Linked DNA regions of Mus musculus: region 1 is linked to region 2. The links are chromatin contacts, called in public HiChIP or PLAC-seq maps. All regions are on one chromosome and are shown on one strand. Each heading gives the region's core, a stretch centred on a gene start, on an enhancer-like site or on the middle of the called end of the contact. The rest is flanking DNA. Distances are from core to core; before and after follow the strand shown.

Region 1 (5,525 bases), core at 670-3,169, 130 kb before region 2:
TACATTTAATGTTTGTCATTTTACAATGATTTAAACACAAAAGATGCCAAAGGACACCACTCTAGGGCACCAGTTTAGCTTTCTAAACCATTCACCTATCATACTATGTCCTGCCAATGACTTAAAGACAAACATTAGGAAAACATCATTTTTCCATGAAACTTCAGCTCTTCCAATTTTCTAGGGGTCATAATTCGACTTTTATTTAATCCCTTGAAGTTATATATAATTGCTGTGTCTGACAAGTCTTGTTAACCGAATTCCTGTAACGCTTATCACTCATGTTCACAGTTTCCCTCTTGATAGCAATTCAGATCATCTTTAAAGCCTCAGGCCAGACATCTTGTTACTGGCTCTTTTCCCACCTCCACGCATCCCTGAATAGCAGAACCTTAAGGCACCTTAAGGTGATTTCTATCGAATGCCATAAGCATTTCTAAAATATTCCGAAGAGGCAATCACCAGGCCCTGCTTGCACCAACACACGCCCGTGGCAGGCCTTTACTATGTTGACTACACTTCCATTACTAAGTGGTCACTTGGTGCTGCTGAGCCTGTGCCCCAGAACCAGCCGCCTGGACTGCAGAGCTGGCTCACCATGGATTCGGGAGCACAGCACTGGCCCCCTCTCTTTGACACAGACTCAGTATGAGTGCCTGCCCTCCTGGGGTCTTCACATCATCACAGCACTGAGAACACTATGTAGCAAATGTACTTTTTAAGTAAAACTACTGGCTTGCTGCTTTAACATTCTTTGGTCTTTCCATTATAAGATACATCTTTCTCTAAAATTCTGCCCCCCCCACCCCCCCACACACACACCACAGTAACTAAAAGTATATGTTCATACTAGCACTCTTCATTAAAAAAAAAAAAAGTTCGTCCATATGTCCATGCCAGCATGACTCATAATAGCTGAAGGTAGAAATAGCCCGAATGCCCACCATCTGATGAGTAGAGAAATAAAAGCCATTATATCCACACAATAAAATATTATTTGTCTGTGAAAAGAGATAGACTCCTGTCACATCCTACAACACTGGAAATATTATGCTAAGTAAAAGACAGCAGAACCAGGCAGCCACGGGTCTTATTCTGTCCTTAGAGATGAGCACAGCAGGCAAGGCCACAGACACAGGCAGGTGCTTGCTGCCTGGTCCCCACGGCTACATCCATTACCTAGTTCTTAAAAGTCTACTGTTGATGACACAAAAGAACCTACTGTTCATTTCACATGCACATGGTGGAACAGGGTGAAGGCAGGAAAGAGAGAAACGCAGTAGAAAAGATTCCATCCGAAAGGATTCCAGTACAGCCCCCCTCGCTGAAACAGCCCCTGCCTCTCACAGGCCTGCATTCTTGACATGAGGCAGGGACGTGAATGGCAGTTCCCACCTATAGTCTATCTGCAATAGCTGTCTCCCCAGTAATACAGGGCAGAAAACTTTCCCACGTGAATAGCCACCCATCGAGAGAAACGCCAAGAGCAGTGAGAGGCTCTGTCAGCTCCAACACGGGTGAAGTCTGAGAAGGAAACAACGTCTCTTCCAACTAAACCCCAGGGCTTGCTCCCCCACTTTCCCCACCAAATGTTCAGCAGCAGGGTGAGCCCAAATTGTGCCCAGGCTCTACTGCAACCCTTTTGGTTTTGTTTTTAGGAGTTTTATTTTTACTTTTGGTGAGGATCTGGTCATTAAAAACAACAACAAAGAAAAGCCCCACCACACGCAAGAGGGAGGGGCATTCTTCACACAACAGCAATTTCAAAATCCTGAGTTTTCAAAACCTGTGCAGAATGTGGGATGGAGGGAAAATGTCTCCTGTGGGCTGATCGCAGCGCAGCTGCTCCTCATTAAAGCTCCTCTTGACTCCCTCTGGGCTGGTTTCCAGCAGAAAATTCTTTAAACAGAACGCAGCTTTCAGCCCACTTTCTTCTTGCCCTGGGCCTCTCAGCCCTCCACTCTACAGCAGCAGCCAGCCTCTGCTGAGCCCAGGACGGAGACAGCCATTAAGGTGAATGGGGTGGGAGCTAACAGAACCCACAAACCAAATTAAACACTGGTCAGTAACAAAGGTCTACAGTTTGAAGGGCCCCAAATCAGTCTGTTCTTTCCTGTGACCATGATGCCAGCCAGGTTTCCTGCCACCGCCACCCACCCCTACCCTGTTCCTGTTCCCCTGTTAAAGTAGATAAAATTAATTGCTAACAGGCGAAGCTAGCGTAACCAGTGAAAGTTCCCTTTTAACTTTCCCAAAGCCAGGCTGAAAACATCTAGATGCCCCAAAGCATTCAGACTCCAGCCTAAAATGCCCCTGCTGTACTCAATAGCCCAGGCCACTGGGCAACCTGACATGGCCCTCATTTCAAGAACTTCAGCCCCACATCTCACTAGACCTTCAGCCTCTTAACTCTGTGACTCTATGCAAAAGAAACTAAATGGGTTGTGCTCACTGCTGACTGTTTTGTTGTTGCTGTGGTTTGTTTTTTGTTTGTTTTGTTTTGTTTTAAGCACAGACTTAGTTAACATCCTAGTAATTAGAGAAAATGGAAGCTGCATATCATATCACATGCATCTTCCCATGTTCCCACTCCCACTCATTCCCCACTGCTACTTCCAGAAATGAAAGGGAAATAAAGAAAACCAGAGAAAGAAACAGTACACCTTCCTTAGTAAGAAGGGGAAGCGCTGGTGTGCAGAGTGGAGCCCCAAACAGGCTGTTTGTGGTAAAACATGCTTTCTAGGGCCTTCTTGGTTTGATGTAAAGGAAACAAAGACCTGTATATAATCAACCCTACACACAGACACACACACACTCTCTCTCTCTCTCTTTCTCTCTCTCTCTCTCACACACACACACACACACACACACACACACACAGAGAGACACACACTCTCTCTCACACACACATTCTCTCTCTCTCTCTCTCTCTCTCTCTCTCACACACACACACACACACACTCACATCTGACACACAAAGACTACCAAACCCTGCAAGGCAGGCATTTTTTTCTACTATGTAAATCTGCTTCCTGGACAGCACGTTTCTGCCTTTCTTGTACAAGTATTTCAGAAAATGTTAATCTTGATTCCCACATTAGCTGAATGCTTCCAAATTAAAAGTTTCCCACAGGAAAAAACCGACATGGGAGCCGGGAGGCCAGGGCTCGTCTTCTGGAGCCCCACCTCGCTTGGTTCACAGGTGCTCAGGTTTTTCCACCCCCTCATCTGAATAAAGCAACAAGCACACTGATGCTAACACATCCAGACTGAAGAGGCTGAAGAGGCACGACCTCAGACCCACTCATTCACAGCAACTCGACCCTCTGTAGGAGGCTGGTATAAGGAGTGAGGAGATGGGAACACATGCTTTATTTACAATGGAATGTCGTGAGCGCCCTTATCTTCCAGCAGAGAGTCTCAGCGCATTCATCAGAGCTCTGAGAACAAGCGGAGTGCCCAGGCTCTTCAGCAGCCTTGAATGATGGAACCGGGACACACAGACAGTGCTGAGGCTTGTGTCCTTGATGTAGCAGAAGAAATAATCAGTCCTTTACCATGTGCCCTGAACCCTGAAAAATATTAGAATGTGACTAAAACATCACAGAGCGGCTCTTATCACACCCTTCACCATAACAGACAAACTGTCTGAGAGAAGGAGATGCGTGCTCTAAGTGTTGTGTTGCAGCAGCATGCCAGGGGCTGTAATCCTGACAAGCACTCCTTACACCACTAAGTTCTATCTGGTCCACATTTGAATGTATATAAGATGCTGTTACGATTAACCTAACGGTCTATCTGGGTGACTTCCATATTACTGCTGATGGAGGCAGACCTTGCTCCTGCACTGTGCATCATTCCCAAGCCCTGGGAAGATGCCTGAATTCCTTGTAGACTTTGACCTGGTGCATTGTGTTGAAACAACGGTTTCAATGTAGCTTTTCTTCATGCACTGTACGTTCTCTGTGCTCAGCTTCCTCCAGCTCAAAGAACATGCTACAATCCAACACGCCTCCTGCCAGACCTGTGCACACGTCAGTCACAAAGCCCCCACTCTCTCCACCCTCTGTCACAACCATGCCCTAAAATTCCTCCAAGCCTCTGCCTAAACGTTATTTCCTGCTGGCAGCCTCATGCTGCCTGTAAGCACACTCGAGAGGCTCAGGCAATAAGACCCTGTCCCCACCCCCAAAAGAAGGAGAGGAGGGGAAGATACAGGAAGGAGAAGAAAGGGGAAGAGGGAGGAGAGAAAGGGAAAGAGAAGGTTTGGAAGGGACATCCCCACTTTATGTTCCCATAAATCTGACACAGTGCATTAACCTTTACTACAATTATTTATCTTCTCTAATAGACAAGAGTTATTCTCTACTATACCCTATGTGCCAAACACAGTGACTAGCATATGGAAGCCATTCAGCTGTTCAAATTCTTAACGGATGCCAAAGGGCAAGATGCAAGGGTCCACATAATCTTTACAACTTAAAGGCTCCAGACTTCAATTACACTGGAAGTTTGGGAACCACTGGGTTGAGCTGTTTACCTAAAGGATCTTTAAGCTAATTAAGATTCTTGATACACAAAGCACCTACCTCTTAACCTTCATAAACCCAAGGCTATTCAAAGCTGCCCTACCCCATATGGAATAGATTTCTTTAAATCACATTTTCCTAATATATATGTGTGTGTGTGTGTGTGTGTGTGTGTGTGTGTGTGTGTGTGTTACTCAGCTTTCAGAGTGCATATCTGCTGCACATAAACCCTCTGACTGTCACATACAACAGAAATTGATTGCAGTGCCCATGTAAGAGGCTCACACTGCATTGCTGTGCCCAGAAGCAGACACCAGGCAGCACCAGCTCTGCCAGATTTACCTGCAAGCCTCTCAAGATGCTCTTAAGAGCAAACATGACTATTAAACCACCACTGTCACAACACCCAACCCCAAAACTTGTCCACACAAAAGATAACTTTTATGGCATTTACACCAACTAACATTTATTACTTTGATGGTAATGAGAACAATTAATTGCCAAAGAAAAATGAGTGGTGTTCACTTCTTTGAATGATGTTCCTCGTTAATTTAGTAGAAACCCTGGCTGTAACTAGCACACATCACCTCAGCCAGAGATGGCATCGACCAAAAGCGGGCAGCAGAGGGATCAAGGGTAGTTCACTGTTGTGATCTCAGCTCCTCTGCTTCAAGAACATCATTGCACATTAAATCAAGAACAAACAGCAGAAACAGTGGCTTTCTGGCATCTGGCACTTCTGGGGAAACAGGAAGCTTTCCAATGGCTCCTGAGCCCTAAGGTGGGCTGGCACACTCCACCATCTATGTTTGGATCATCAGCTCAGGAACTGTCACTGGTGGCATTTTAAATGGGCATAAAGTGACACAGAACTGTCAGCTTGACTCTTGGCCTAAAAGATGTGATATCTAGCATTTTTAAGGAAGTTTGCTGACACTTGCTCGAGGGCAGGACACCACTGACATCATAAAGGCAAAAGGCTTACAGTTTAGGTGA
Region 2 (5,646 bases), core at 2,198-4,697:
GTGAGTGTGAGTGTGAGTGTGTGTGTGTGTGTGTGTGTGTGTGTGTGTGTGTGTGTGATAACTGTAGGGGACAAAGGAAGCCCTGAGTTCTAAAGGAATGTGTGCTCTTGATGTGGGCTTGGCCATGTCAGAGACCCTAGAAAGGTCACGCAGGAATGGCAAAGCCTCCCCCATCCCAAGAAAAGTTCAGAGGGAAATGGCAAAGCCTGGTGCATATGTGGAAACTGATAGCATGTGAAGAAATGTCTACTGGAGTTTTCACCCCCATGTTCACAGCCTAAAGACTGCTCTTTGCAGAGACCAATCCTACCGAGATTAGCTAAGTGTCTCCTTGACCCAACTGTGTACCATAAACCCTGCCTCCTTGTTTATCTGTATAACAGCCTTGCCTTTTTGTTCAACTCAATATAACAAATACGTTGAGCTTCTTGGTGGTGGTGGTGGTGGTGGTGGGGGATGTTGCAGTTTCTCCATCAGAGATCCCATAGTCTCCCCAACACAGCTTCTCTGTGTGCCCATGGATCCATCTGATTGTCTTACTTCATTCCTTCAACACCACAGTCAGGTCTGTCTGTGGTACCATGCCTGATATGGCAGTAATTTAAAACAAATTTTAAGCCCCAAGTGATAGACAGGTTTGATTTTACATGTGTGTGGTAGCTTGAATGTTTGAATGCTTGGTCCCTAGTTAGAAGAACTGTTTGGGAAGGATTAGGAGGTGTGGGCTTGTTAGAGGAGGTGTGTTACTGGGACCAACTTTGAGGTTTCAAAAGCCCATGCTGGGCCCAGTTTCTCTCTTCCTCCACCTAAAACTTGTGGATCAGACATGAGCTTCTGCTACTGCTCCAGTGCCAGGTCTGATTGTCCTCCTGCTGCCACATTCCCTGCCATGATTGTCAGGGACTCACCCTCTGAAATTGTAAATATGCCCCCAACTAAATGTCAGCAGTTGCCCTGGTCATGGTGTTTCTTCCTAGTAACCCAAGGGTAACTAAGACAACGTGTCTGTCTATTTCAATTAGCAAGTTCAAAAACAAGAGTACAGGGAAAAGAGGCTGTGGGGAGGCTCAGTGAGTAACTCCCTGCATAAGCACGGGATCTGAGTTCGAACTTTCCAGCACCCATGTAAACAGCAGGGCATGGAGCCCAGCATTCAGGAGACTGAGGCAGGTGCACCTCAGAGTTTGAAGCCAGCCTGGTTGAGAGAAAGATCAAGACTCAGGACAGGGAAAGCCAGGACTACCCGAAGAAACCCTTTCTCGAAAAGCCAAACTAAATCAGAACCCAAAACAAACAACAAAGGCAGGGCGTGTCTGAACACGCTTGTAACCTGAGCACTGTGGAGTGGAGACAGAAAGATCCCAAGATCTGGCCCTGGCCAGCCTGCCTCACAGAAATGATGAGCTTAGTAATAAGAGTGTCTTAAAATAACAAGGAATTGTTAAGGAAGAGGGTAGTACTGAAAGAAGTCCTCCTCTGCCTCAAGATGCATGCATACGGGTGTCACCCCCTACCTAACAGGATATGCAACAAACAAGAATACAGGACAAGTTAAAGAATATAGTGGTATTATTATATCTCATTGCCTCATTGTATCTAGTCAGACACAGACACACAGACACACACACACACACACACACACACACACACACCCTGCCCTTAAAAGCTCAGAGCATGTCCAGACACCCAGCACATCACAATGACTCTTCCTTACATGTCGTAGCCTCTCCCCATCAAAGCCTGTCTTTTTCTGACAGCCCTGTGACACTGGGTAGAGGAGACAGAACAGCTGTGGCTAGGGCTTACTCATCTGTACAGTTACTAGATGGTGACAGCTAGAAATATAACACGCGTAAAGGTTTCATGTAATCTTAACCTTTGTAAAAGCCACATTGGGGCATATGGTTTTAATTTTAATAGAAACTCAACCATCCCTGCTCCTGCCAGATGAGAGCATCAAACCTTAGGTAAGAGGTGACTTGTTAAGATGTTGAGAGAGGAAAGGAGAGCCCCTCCCATTTAAAATAAAAGAAAATGCAGAGAGATTGTAAAGATGAGTCAGCAGTTAAGAGTGTGAGCTTGCTGCCTTTTTTTTTTTTTTTTTTTTTTTTTTTTAATTTGAAATGCACTGGCGTGAGAGTGTCAGATCCCTTGGAACTGGACTTACAGACAGTTTGAGCTGCCATGTGAGTACTGGGAATTGAACCCTGCTGCTTTGGAAGAGCAGACAGTGCTTTTAACCACTGAGCCACCACTCCAACTCCATACCTGCTGTTTTTACAGAGGACCTGGGTTCTGTTCCAAGCATTCATATCAGATGGATGATAGCTGCCTGTAATACCAGTCCCAGTGGATCCAATACCCTCTTCTGGCCTCTACTGGCAACTCATGCACGCACACACACACACACACACCAAACAAATCTTTAAAAAACTAACACTGAAATCTATTCTTTATTGTTCATGCACAGCACCCAAGCCCTTGCCTCCGTGAGCAGCCCAGGAATTCTCTGTTCCCATATGAATTTTTCTTTTCTAAAGATTGCAATGGGGGGCTGGAGAGATGGCTCAGAGGTTAAGAACACTGACTGCTCTTCTGAAGAGTTCAAATCCCAGCAACCACATGGTGGCTCATAACCATTTGTAATGAGATCTGACTCCCTCTTCTGGAATGTCTGAAGACAGCTACAGTGTACTTACATATACTAAATAAATAAATAAATAAATAAATAAATCTTTAAAAAGAAAAAAAAAAGAAGAACGTAATGGACTCATCTGGTCATAATCTGTGACAGATACAGTCACCCAGCTACTGCAGTTTGGAGGAAGCACTCATGATTCTTACACATCGCCTGAGGGATGTACTCGACTATTGCAGCATGCGGGTAAACCCTAGGCACACGCCCAGACTGAGGCTTGCTGAATTGGTGCCTCCCAGTCCCAGTCCCCTCTTCCCTGAAGAAGGTGGGAAGGAAGGTGGGAAGACAGGAAGAGAGCCATGAGGAATAAGGAGAGAGAAGGAGGGAGGTTGGGAAGCAAGAGGAAGGGAAAGGGAATTTCAAACATTTCCCTGACTACAGACTCCATTCTTTCACTTATTAGAGCCTTTCTAACTCACTGCTGTCAAAGTTGCTAAAGCCAAGACACCTCTACCACTTGTAAAGACGCTAATGCCAGAAAAGGAAACCCATTTCTCCAAAAAACGTCTCCCTGACCTCCCACTATGTTATGTCCCAGATGCCTCCATTTTAGTTTCAGCATTGAGCTGGGTCTTGGCAGAGCTGGGTCAGAAGCCGAAAGCTAAACATGCTTTGAGCTAAGGGACGAGCGAGACCCCAGGGCACATCTCATCTCTTCCCCAGTGAGCCTCCAGTCAGCCCTGGTTGGGTCAAAGGGTGAGAGGGGAACTTAACAGGCTCAGGCTCAAGCAAGCCCTCCTCCCAGCTGCGTGAACAGCACTTCCTGTTCTGTTCTCTGAAGTGTGAGCTTGGCACCCTGTGAAGACCCAAGAGCCTACTTCTAGCCAAGCAAAGCATCCTTTCCTCCACACTGAGAAGGTGGAGGAAAGATTCTCTGAGTTCTGACTCTTCAAAAGCAGGGGCCGGCTCTCCCCTCCCGGATTCTGAGGTAGCCAGGGAGGTGAATTCTAAGACGCTGTGCTGTGCACCCTGGGGATTTCCCAGCCTTCCTGGTGCTTAAAGTATGCATTCCATACCTTTCACGCCCTGCCATATACTCCAGGCTTTGGGATTATCACTTTTGATAGTAAGGGGAAGAAATACACATAGGTAGGCTGTGGTAAAATCAGACGCAAAATGTTTTTGATCCTCCCATTTCTCTTCTCTCCCCACTGAAGGAGGGACCGGGAAATAAGCGTTCTCACCTAGGACACAGGGTATAGCACGCACATGGAACATGGGAGTTCCCGTTAGTCAGGAAACCCGATAGATACAAAGAGTCTGCATCACTACAAACAGCGTTTCAGGTAGACAGACAGCGAAGGTTTACCAAGGACGTGGGAATCAGCACAGGCTGAGAGCGATTAACCAATACCCTCCCCAGATTTTCATCCTCGGGGCTGGCCTGAACTCAGAGCTGGGCTAGAATAAGGCATTAGCAATGAATAGTTGGTCCACAGCCATTTGCTTCTGAAACCTTCCCTTAGTCTCTATATCTCTGGTGCCTTTTCTTTTTAAAAAAAATTATTTTATGTGTATAAGGGTCTCTCTCTCTCTCTCTCTCTCTCTCTCTCTCTCTCTCTCTCTCTCACACACACACACACACACATTACAGATGGTTGTGTACCACTATGTGGACTGCAAGAGCAGTCAGTGATCTTAACCATGTCGCCATTTCTCCGCCCCCCCTGCCCCCCACCAGTGGCTTTTTGTCTCTATGCTGCGGTGACCCAGGAAGGCTGTGAGGGAAGTAGATGAAGGTGATGATTTATTAAACCCTGTGGCTTCTTGCTCCCTCACCAGAGGGTGCGTCTTGGGTCACGCCGGGCACTCAGCAGCTTTGTGGTGGGTATCGGTTTGTGCTTCCTCCCCTCTGCTTTCGATTCAATGCCTTCCTGTTGCAGTCTGAGCCTAATAAACCGCAGCCTCACAGCAGCTACCACAGCATGCAAACTGGATCCATGTAGGGCTAAGTGTGGGACGACAGGGGTGAGGGTAGGGAGGTAAGCAGAGGGGTAGAAGCTAGCTGGAAAGAAGAACAATTCCCAAGATAAAATGCCGTGCTGAGGAACAAGGATGCCTTCGAGTGTACTTCAAAGTCACCTCCTCCCTGGCTGCATTCAGCTGTGCTAACATCAATCCCGAGTGAACCTGGTTAAATACATGTTCATGTGCATTATAGTGGGGGGTTCCTTTCCTTTTCCTTTTTTGAGTCAAGATTTGCTTATGTTAGCTGCAATCCAGCAAAACCCCTGCCTCTCAGCGACTGGACTTACTGGCATATATCAACATACCCAGTTTAAATTATGATCTTAACATAGAGTTATTTAAAAATTCAGCGTCCAGGTTCAGTTCTGATCCAGATCAATGCCATTGTGAGGTTAGAACTCAGTCTGGATACATTTGAGGCCCTGCGGTAGAATGTGTCAGGGAAAGGAAAGTGCATTTGTGGAGATCTAGAAGAGGAAGCAGGGTGTAGTCTGGCTGTGGCACAGCCCTGCTGCTGAAGAGCTATGAGCTGTTAACCTCAGACAAGATCTAGAGGTCACTTTAAAGCCAAAGGGCTATAAACAAGACATGGATTTATCAGTTATGGGAACGACATCTTGATGGCCGATAGAAAGCAAGCAGAGAAAAACAGCAGGCAAGAGGCTGACAGAAGGTAGAACCCCAAGTGCGTGCAGACAGTGCACACACAGACCAGATGGCGACGGCAACAGTGGGAGATGTGGGTGCTCAAGGAGGATGTCTTACTGAATGTGGTGCTGATGGGATTTGGAGAGTAATCAAGGGTGAGTCCCAGGCTACTAGGTAAGCTGGCATATAGCATATACTGGGGTGACAAGCACTACAGGAAGAATAGCTTTGGGGGAGTGAGTTGGCTAATAAGGTTTCAGAATTCCCAAGTGGGGTTCTGTGTGGAAACTGAATATATAGATGTGGAATTCTGGGGAAGCTACTATTGATAT

Evidence for each region. HiChIP or PLAC-seq counts read pairs in DNA pulled down with a chosen protein or histone mark.
Region 1: a contact with region 2 is called in an H3K27ac HiChIP or PLAC-seq map of the HPC-7 cell line, with 11 times the contacts expected there. The contact joins two enhancer-like sites. A contact is called at or near these places in 2 of 39 promoter capture datasets (macrophages and neural stem cells), 24 of 484 Hi-C or Micro-C datasets (the AML12 cell line, the G1E-ER4 cell line, LSK cells and 17 more), 17 of 115 datasets of contacts at active chromatin or transcription factors (CD8 T cells, the HPC-7 cell line, the NIH/3T3 cell line and 12 more) and 2 of 9 other capture datasets (bone marrow-derived macrophages and embryonic tail).

The regions. Positions count from the first base shown.
Region 1 is chr3:98,059,970-98,065,494 of GRCm38.p6, reverse strand. The region is part of intron 2 of Notch2 (notch 2); the gene reads right to left. Among named protein-coding and RNA genes, the nearest start is that of Gm40103, 37 kb to the right of the region's middle. Within about 2 kb of position 1,919, at least 197 of the 459 cell types and tissues checked have an H3K27ac peak or open chromatin away from gene starts, as enhancers often do. A contact at or near this core is called in CD8 T cells, the HPC-7 cell line, LSK cells and 8 more, where this site is marked.
Region 2 is chr3:97,931,247-97,936,892 of GRCm38.p6, reverse strand. The region is part of intron 1 of Gm5544 (predicted gene 5544); the gene reads right to left. Among named protein-coding and RNA genes, the nearest start is that of Gm5544, 3.9 kb to the right of the region's middle. Within about 2 kb of position 3,447, at least 135 of the 459 cell types and tissues checked have an H3K27ac peak or open chromatin away from gene starts, as enhancers often do. A contact at or near this core is called in CD8 T cells, the HPC-7 cell line, LSK cells and 8 more, where this site is marked.